2 separate regions of the Mus musculus genome follow, and region 2 is linked to region 1. The links are chromatin contacts, called in public HiChIP or PLAC-seq maps. All regions are on one chromosome and are shown on one strand. Each heading gives the region's core, a stretch centred on a gene start, on an enhancer-like site or on the middle of the called end of the contact. The rest is flanking DNA. Distances are from core to core; before and after follow the strand shown.

Region 1 (2,877 bases), core at 291-2,790:
TGCCCACAGGGAGGCCCTAGGCATTGAATGGAAGAGGCAGGCAAGTTTTTCCCAGGGCTGGAGGAAAGCCACCTTTATCTATTGGTCTCCAGAAGAGGTGGCCTCACGACCAGCCGGTAGAGCCTGAAGCTGAAACCAGGGTGGGACTCTGCTTCCAGGAACACAGGCTTGGTGCTTCCTGGAGTTGCCTTCCCTGTCATCCTGGACCCAGCTCAGGCCTTGTTACTTCCTGCTGTGCAGGTCACAGCAGGTCTTAAGGAAACCCACCTTGTATAGCTGATCCCAGAAGGAGTGGATGACCTGGAGCTTCCGGCTCTGTCTGTGAGGCAGGGCGGTGGACAGGTGGCACCACTGCCCAACAGGAGGTAGGCTCAGTGCTCAGGCCTCCTGATCCTGGGACACCACTTGCCCCCTTCAACAAAGTGGTCACTGCGAATCACCAACCTTTCGGACAGACTTGGAAGCCGGTACTCGCCGGCTTGGCAGCTGTGCTGGACCAGATGTGCTCAGTAAATATGCAAACTGGGTCTGCAGCCGTAAGGGGGACATGTTTGGAGACCAATAGACAGACACTGAATGTTCTTCATCCAGATACTTATAGTTAGTACATGTCTATGCTGACCACCTCACCTTCACCCTTGCCACCCCTATTTGGGCACAAATTACATGATGATCCATTACCCTAAACACTTGAAGATGTTTATTCTTAATTGCAATAAAGATTGTATGGTCCTCTCTGTATCTCCACTCAGCCTCGGGCACATTCATGTGGCCTCACTGGGGTCTGGAACTTCCTTGTCACCTGCTATATGCAATGGTTCCTTGGTTTTCCTGATCTTTCAGGTCCCTGGCTGTCTTCCAAGCTCAGTAGAACTTTTTAGTTTTTCAAGTCAAGGTTTCTCTGTGTAGCCCTGGCTGTCCTGGACTTTCTTTGTAGACCAGGCTGGCCTCCAATTCACAGACATCCACCTGCCTCTGCCTCCCAAGTGCTGGTATTAACAGTGTGTGCTACCATGCTCATCTGAGGTCCCTGAAGATCTTAAAGATTCCAAGCTTATAACTTTGTGGAATATTCCCCCCATTTGGGCTGGTCTGGTGTTTCCTCAGATACACATTAGGTCTACTCTCTAAAGGGCCTTGTGGAGGGTGTGTGTGTGCTCACTGTGTGCTGAGGTCAGCCTTGAGTTGGGCGTTTCCTCTATTCCACTTTCTGAAACTGAGTTTCTCACTGAACTTGGAGCTCGCTGTTTCTGCTGCATCGTCTGCCTCTGCGCCCCCAGCACTGGGACTACAGACATGTACCGCTGTGTGTGGCTTTTACATGCATGCTGGTGGGCACTGAACTCTGATCCTCATGGCTGTGCTCCAAGTCCTTTACCAGGTCCCCAGTGTCCTTGTGATGCTGAGTGTCCCATTGCTGGTGGTGGCAGCTCCTAGCCTGAACCAGGACTGATGTGTCCCTCTCTGGCCTGCATGGGTGATGCTTGCCCGAGGAAAAGCGTGATGAGTGATGTCCCAATCCCACTGTTCAGCCACTTCCTGTGCCGCCTCTTCTCCCCGCCCCTTGAGTCATCCCCACATGTGTGAGCACATGCATTCTGGTTTGACTCTGTTCGTGTCTGCTGCTGTCAGTATTCACTGCGGCTTGCTCTAGGTGCCCAGTTTTGGCTTGTGAGAGACCCTTCATAAGGTCCCCTTGTCCTTCTAGCCTTCCCCAGAAGCAGGTGAGCCCGTTGAAATGGGAAGAAATACTAAGCTGGACTCACGAGAAGCAGCCTTGTCTCTTAGATCCTGGTGTGCATTTTGCTTAGGCCTCTGGGTTGAGAAACAAACAAAAAAATCTCTCTGTCTTTGCTAATGGGATGAAGGGGGTGTGTGTATGCACACACTGTTTGTCTATACTCAGCCTTGTGTCTGTGCATATATACACCCGTACATTTCAATCCCATAAATCCCAAACAGCCCGTGTCCACTCCCTGAGCACTTCTTGGTTACAGGGCTATTTCTGAATCACATGGTTTACCTGTGTGTGAGCGGTCTCCTTCCCTTGACAGCTATGTGTTGGTTTCCAATTACTTTGGCTGCCACTCAGCCCAGCTGTGTCCCCTGGTCCCTGGCAATGCTGTCCCTCTTGAACAGCACACATGGTGGGTCATGATGTGTCTTACTGAGAGCTGAATTCTCCTTTAGGCCTTGCCTCATACACACACACACACACACACACACACACACATGCACACACGCACACGCACCCCTCCACATGCTTACAGGTGCATACACATCCACATACATACACTCACACACACACACGCATAAGTGCACACATACCTGCATGCATGCAAATACATGCATGCACATGCATACTCTAGACACCACTGCAGCCCAGGCAGGAGCTCGTTGTCCGCCTTGACCTTAGGCTGCAGCTGGGGCTGTCTCTCGGCAGTCTCGGCTGTATGCTCTTACTGAGTTCATACCACAGGGTGGCTCACCAGGATTTAAGAAAGCCATGGGCTTTGCTGAAGGAGGCCCAGTGGGCAGGTGGGGAACCAGAATTTGAATCCTGAGCAAGCAGCCTCCAGTCTAGCCACAGCTCCCTGGGTTGTTGCCTTGAGGAATTTTTCCCACTTGATACTAAAAAGCACCGGGCCCTACTGGACTCGCTTGCAAAATCTGTCCCTTTCCTTTCTCTACCACACGTACACTATGTCAGGAGACCTGCCTGCTAGGAGACCTGCCTCTCAGGAGACCTGCCTCTCAGGAGACCTGCCTCTCAGGAGACCTGCCTCTCAGGGTGCGTAGGACCTGAGGCTCTTCAAGAACTGCTCTCTGCCCTGCAGCATACCCTCGGGGCTGGCTGGGGAAGAATGGGAGCTTTTT
Region 2 (3,182 bases), core at 517-3,016, 170 kb after region 1:
GAGGAGTAGAGGGCAGGAAATAATCAAACTCAGGGCTAAAATCAACCAAACAGAAACAAAAAGAACTATATACAGACTCAACAATCAATAAAACCAGGAGCTGGCTCTTTGAGAAAATCAACAAGGTAGATAAACCCTTAGCCAGACTAGCCAGAGGGCACAGAGACAGTATCCAAATTAATAAAATCAGAAATATAAAGGGAGACATAACAATGAAATATATCTTAAAATAATTATTCTGTTTGTTGAATATAAACAATTGAAAATATTAAAATCATGTTCTCAAAAAAAAAAGAAAGAAAGAAAGAAAGAAAAAAAAAGTGTGTTTCTCATTCTACAGGCTATGGGCCAGCAGTGTTAACCTAGACCCACTAAATTAAAAACACAGCAAACTGTTTTAACATGATTCCAGGTAGCCCTGATGTACACTTAAGATATCACAATATAGGGATTATGGTGCCGTTTCTGGCTGGATGGTGGTGCTAAAGCCACAAGCAGGGAATTCCGATATTGCCTAGCAATGGGAAAGAGGTTGACTCAAGCATGGCCCTTATCTCACAGACAGCTGACAGCCAGGCATGGTGGCGCACACGTCTTTAATCCCATTATCCAGCAGTAGCAGCAGGTGGATATCTGAGTTCAAAGCCAACCTGCTCTACAGAGCAAACTCCAGGACAGCCAGGGCTACACAGAGAAACACACACACACACACCCCCACACACACACAAAGTTATACACTTAAAGAGTTCATTAAATAGCATATGAATTGGGCTGGAGAGATGACTCAGCAGTAAAGAGCACTGACTGCTCTTCCTAGAGGTCCTGAGTTCAATTCTCAGCAAACACATGGTGGCTCACAACCATCTGTAATGAGATCTGACGCCCTTTTCTGGTGTGTCTGAAGACAGCTACAATCAATATATATATATATATTAAATCTTTTGAAAAAATAGCGTGTGAATTATCTCTCAAAAGGCCATTTACAGAACTAAGCTAATTAAAGCAAAATCACACCCGATTCTCCTCATCCTGTTGGCTCCAAAGAGCTATAGGTTGCAAGCCAGGACTTGAGATTTTTTTTGAAATATTTATTTTATTTTATTTTTTTAATTTCATGTGCATTGGTGTTTTGCCTGCCTGCATGTCTGTGTGAGGGTGTCGGATCCTCTGGAACTAGAGTTACGCACAGGTGTGAGCTGCCATGTGGGTGCTGGGAATTGAACCTGGGTCCTCTGGAAGAGCAGTCAGTGCTCTTACCTTCTGAGCCATCTTTCCGACCCCAAAGACTTCTTTCTAACAAGGGGACCAGCAAGATGGCTCAAGGTAAGGGCCACCAACCTAAGGGATCAATCTAAGTTTGCTCCCTGGAACTCATGGTGGCAAGAGAAACAACTGTGTAAGTTGTCCTTGTAACCCCACAGGCACATGGTGTGGCCTGTGCCTCTCCCCCAAAATAAATAAATAACATTTTAAACAGGAGCTTGCATGGCTGCCTTAGGACACCTTTCGTCCATCCAGATGGCCGTGTAGAGCTGCAGTCCTCAGTTCTGGACCAGCTTGGGCTAGGGACACTCTCCCTGCCCTTCATGCCGTAGGGAACCTCTCTGGACCCACAGCCCTTCCTTGATACCCAGCCAACAGCCAACAGCCATGCCTGGTTTGTTCCGATCAAAGTCCAGTCTTTCTATTAGGTAAGCCCAGGCTGCTGTGGTAGCTGGCGAGTCCTGGCTTGATGCTGCAGTGACCTCAGGAGCTCACACCTGCTGTCTGGGGAGGAAGACAGCTCTGGCTGCCCTTTCCTGTTGACACAGCAGGAAGCCCTGGGGTCTGGCCCAGGCCCTTTGAGCTAAGCTCCGACAAGCTCTGGCTTTGTTCCCAGTTTATCAGGCTGCCTCTGCCTGTGATTCATCCCCCTGAGCCCTTGCATAGGCTCTTCAGACATCCAAAGGGGCTAAAAAATACAGTCCTGACTTCTGAGGCTCTTGTGCTCCCAGCTAGCATTCAAGAGACCTGGTCTCCAGTCTCTGTCCGTCACCCCTGCCCACAGCTCAAAGTCTAGCTCCGGTTTCAGTTTTACAAAACTCCAGCCCAGGATGGCCTAGCCACTCATTCAGTAGCTAGCCCCCACAGACCTCCAGCTCCCTGCCATCCAGCCTCAACCTCCCAAGTGCCGAGATCACAGGTGTGGACTACCATACATTTTTCTTTTTATTCATTCATTCATTCATTCATTCATTCATTCATTCATTTTTTGTTTATTTGAGACAGGGTTTCTACGTGTAGCCCTGTCTGTCCTGAAACTCCCTCTGTAGACCAGGCTGGCCTGGAACTCAGAGGTCCAACTACTTCTGTCTTCTGATAGCTGGGATAAAGGGTGTGTGCCACTACCACCCTGCCTTAAGATACTTTTATTTGTTTGTTTGTATTTTGTGTGTTTCTGTGATTGTGTGCGCTTGAGTGCAGTGCCCATAGAGGACAGAAGAGGGCCTCAGATTTCCCCTGGAGCAGGTGCTGGGAACCTAGAAATTTAAGTCTTTTCAGAAGAGCAACAGCTGTTAACCACTGAACCATCTCTCTGGCCCCCTGCCTGGCCTTTTTTTTCTTTTTCTTTTTTTTTTTTTTACAGATGTATTTATTTATTTATTTATTTATTTATTTAATGTATATGACTACACTGCAGCTGTCTTCAGACACACCAGAAAAGGGCACTGGATTCTGTTACAGATGGTTGTGAGCCACCATCTGGTTGCTGGCATTTGAACTCAGGACCTCTGGAAGAGCAGTCAGTGAACTTAACTGTTGAGCCATCTCTCCAGTCCCCTGGCTGCTGCTGCTGCTGCTGCTGCTGCTGCTGCTGCTGCTGCTGCTGCTACTGCCTTCTTCTCCTCCTACTCCTCCTCCTCTTCTCCCTCTTCCTCTTCCTCTCCTCCTCCTCTCCTTCTCCCTCTCTCTCTCCCTCTCCTCCTCCTCCTCCTCCTCTTCCTCCTCCTCCTCCTTCTTCTTCTTCTAAATTTTATTGTCTTAAGCGTATGAATTTATGAATTTTTTGTGTTTGTGTGTGTCTGTACGCTGGTGCTAGTGCTTGAGAAGTGGTGAGACTTCATGTGGGTGCTAGAGTCAAACCCCGGTCCTTTGCGACAACAAGTGTTCTTAGCTTCTGAGCCAACTCTCCAGCCCCCATG

The links. HiChIP or PLAC-seq counts read pairs in DNA pulled down with a chosen protein or histone mark.
Region 2: a contact with region 1 is called in a FOXA1 HiChIP or PLAC-seq map of pancreatic cancer cells. The contact joins two enhancer-like sites. A contact is called at or near these places in 1 of 484 Hi-C or Micro-C datasets (nephron progenitors), 4 of 115 datasets of contacts at active chromatin or transcription factors (bone marrow-derived macrophages, neural tube, pancreatic cancer cells and 1 more) and 1 of 9 other capture datasets (liver).

Annotation. Positions count from the first base shown.
Region 1 is chr8:119,710,896-119,713,772 of GRCm38.p6, forward strand. The region is part of intron 1 of Atp2c2 (ATPase, Ca++ transporting, type 2C, member 2); the gene reads left to right. Among named protein-coding and RNA genes, the nearest start is that of Atp2c2, 12 kb to the left of the region's middle. Within about 2 kb of position 1,541, at least 82 of the 459 cell types and tissues checked have an H3K27ac peak or open chromatin away from gene starts, as enhancers often do. A contact at or near this core is called in pancreatic cancer cells, where this site is marked.
Region 2 is chr8:119,884,010-119,887,191 of GRCm38.p6, forward strand. No RefSeq gene overlaps it. Among named protein-coding and RNA genes, the nearest start is that of Klhl36, 23 kb to the left of the region's middle. Within about 2 kb of position 1,767, at least 101 of the 459 cell types and tissues checked have an H3K27ac peak or open chromatin away from gene starts, as enhancers often do. A contact at or near this core is called in pancreatic cancer cells, where this site is marked.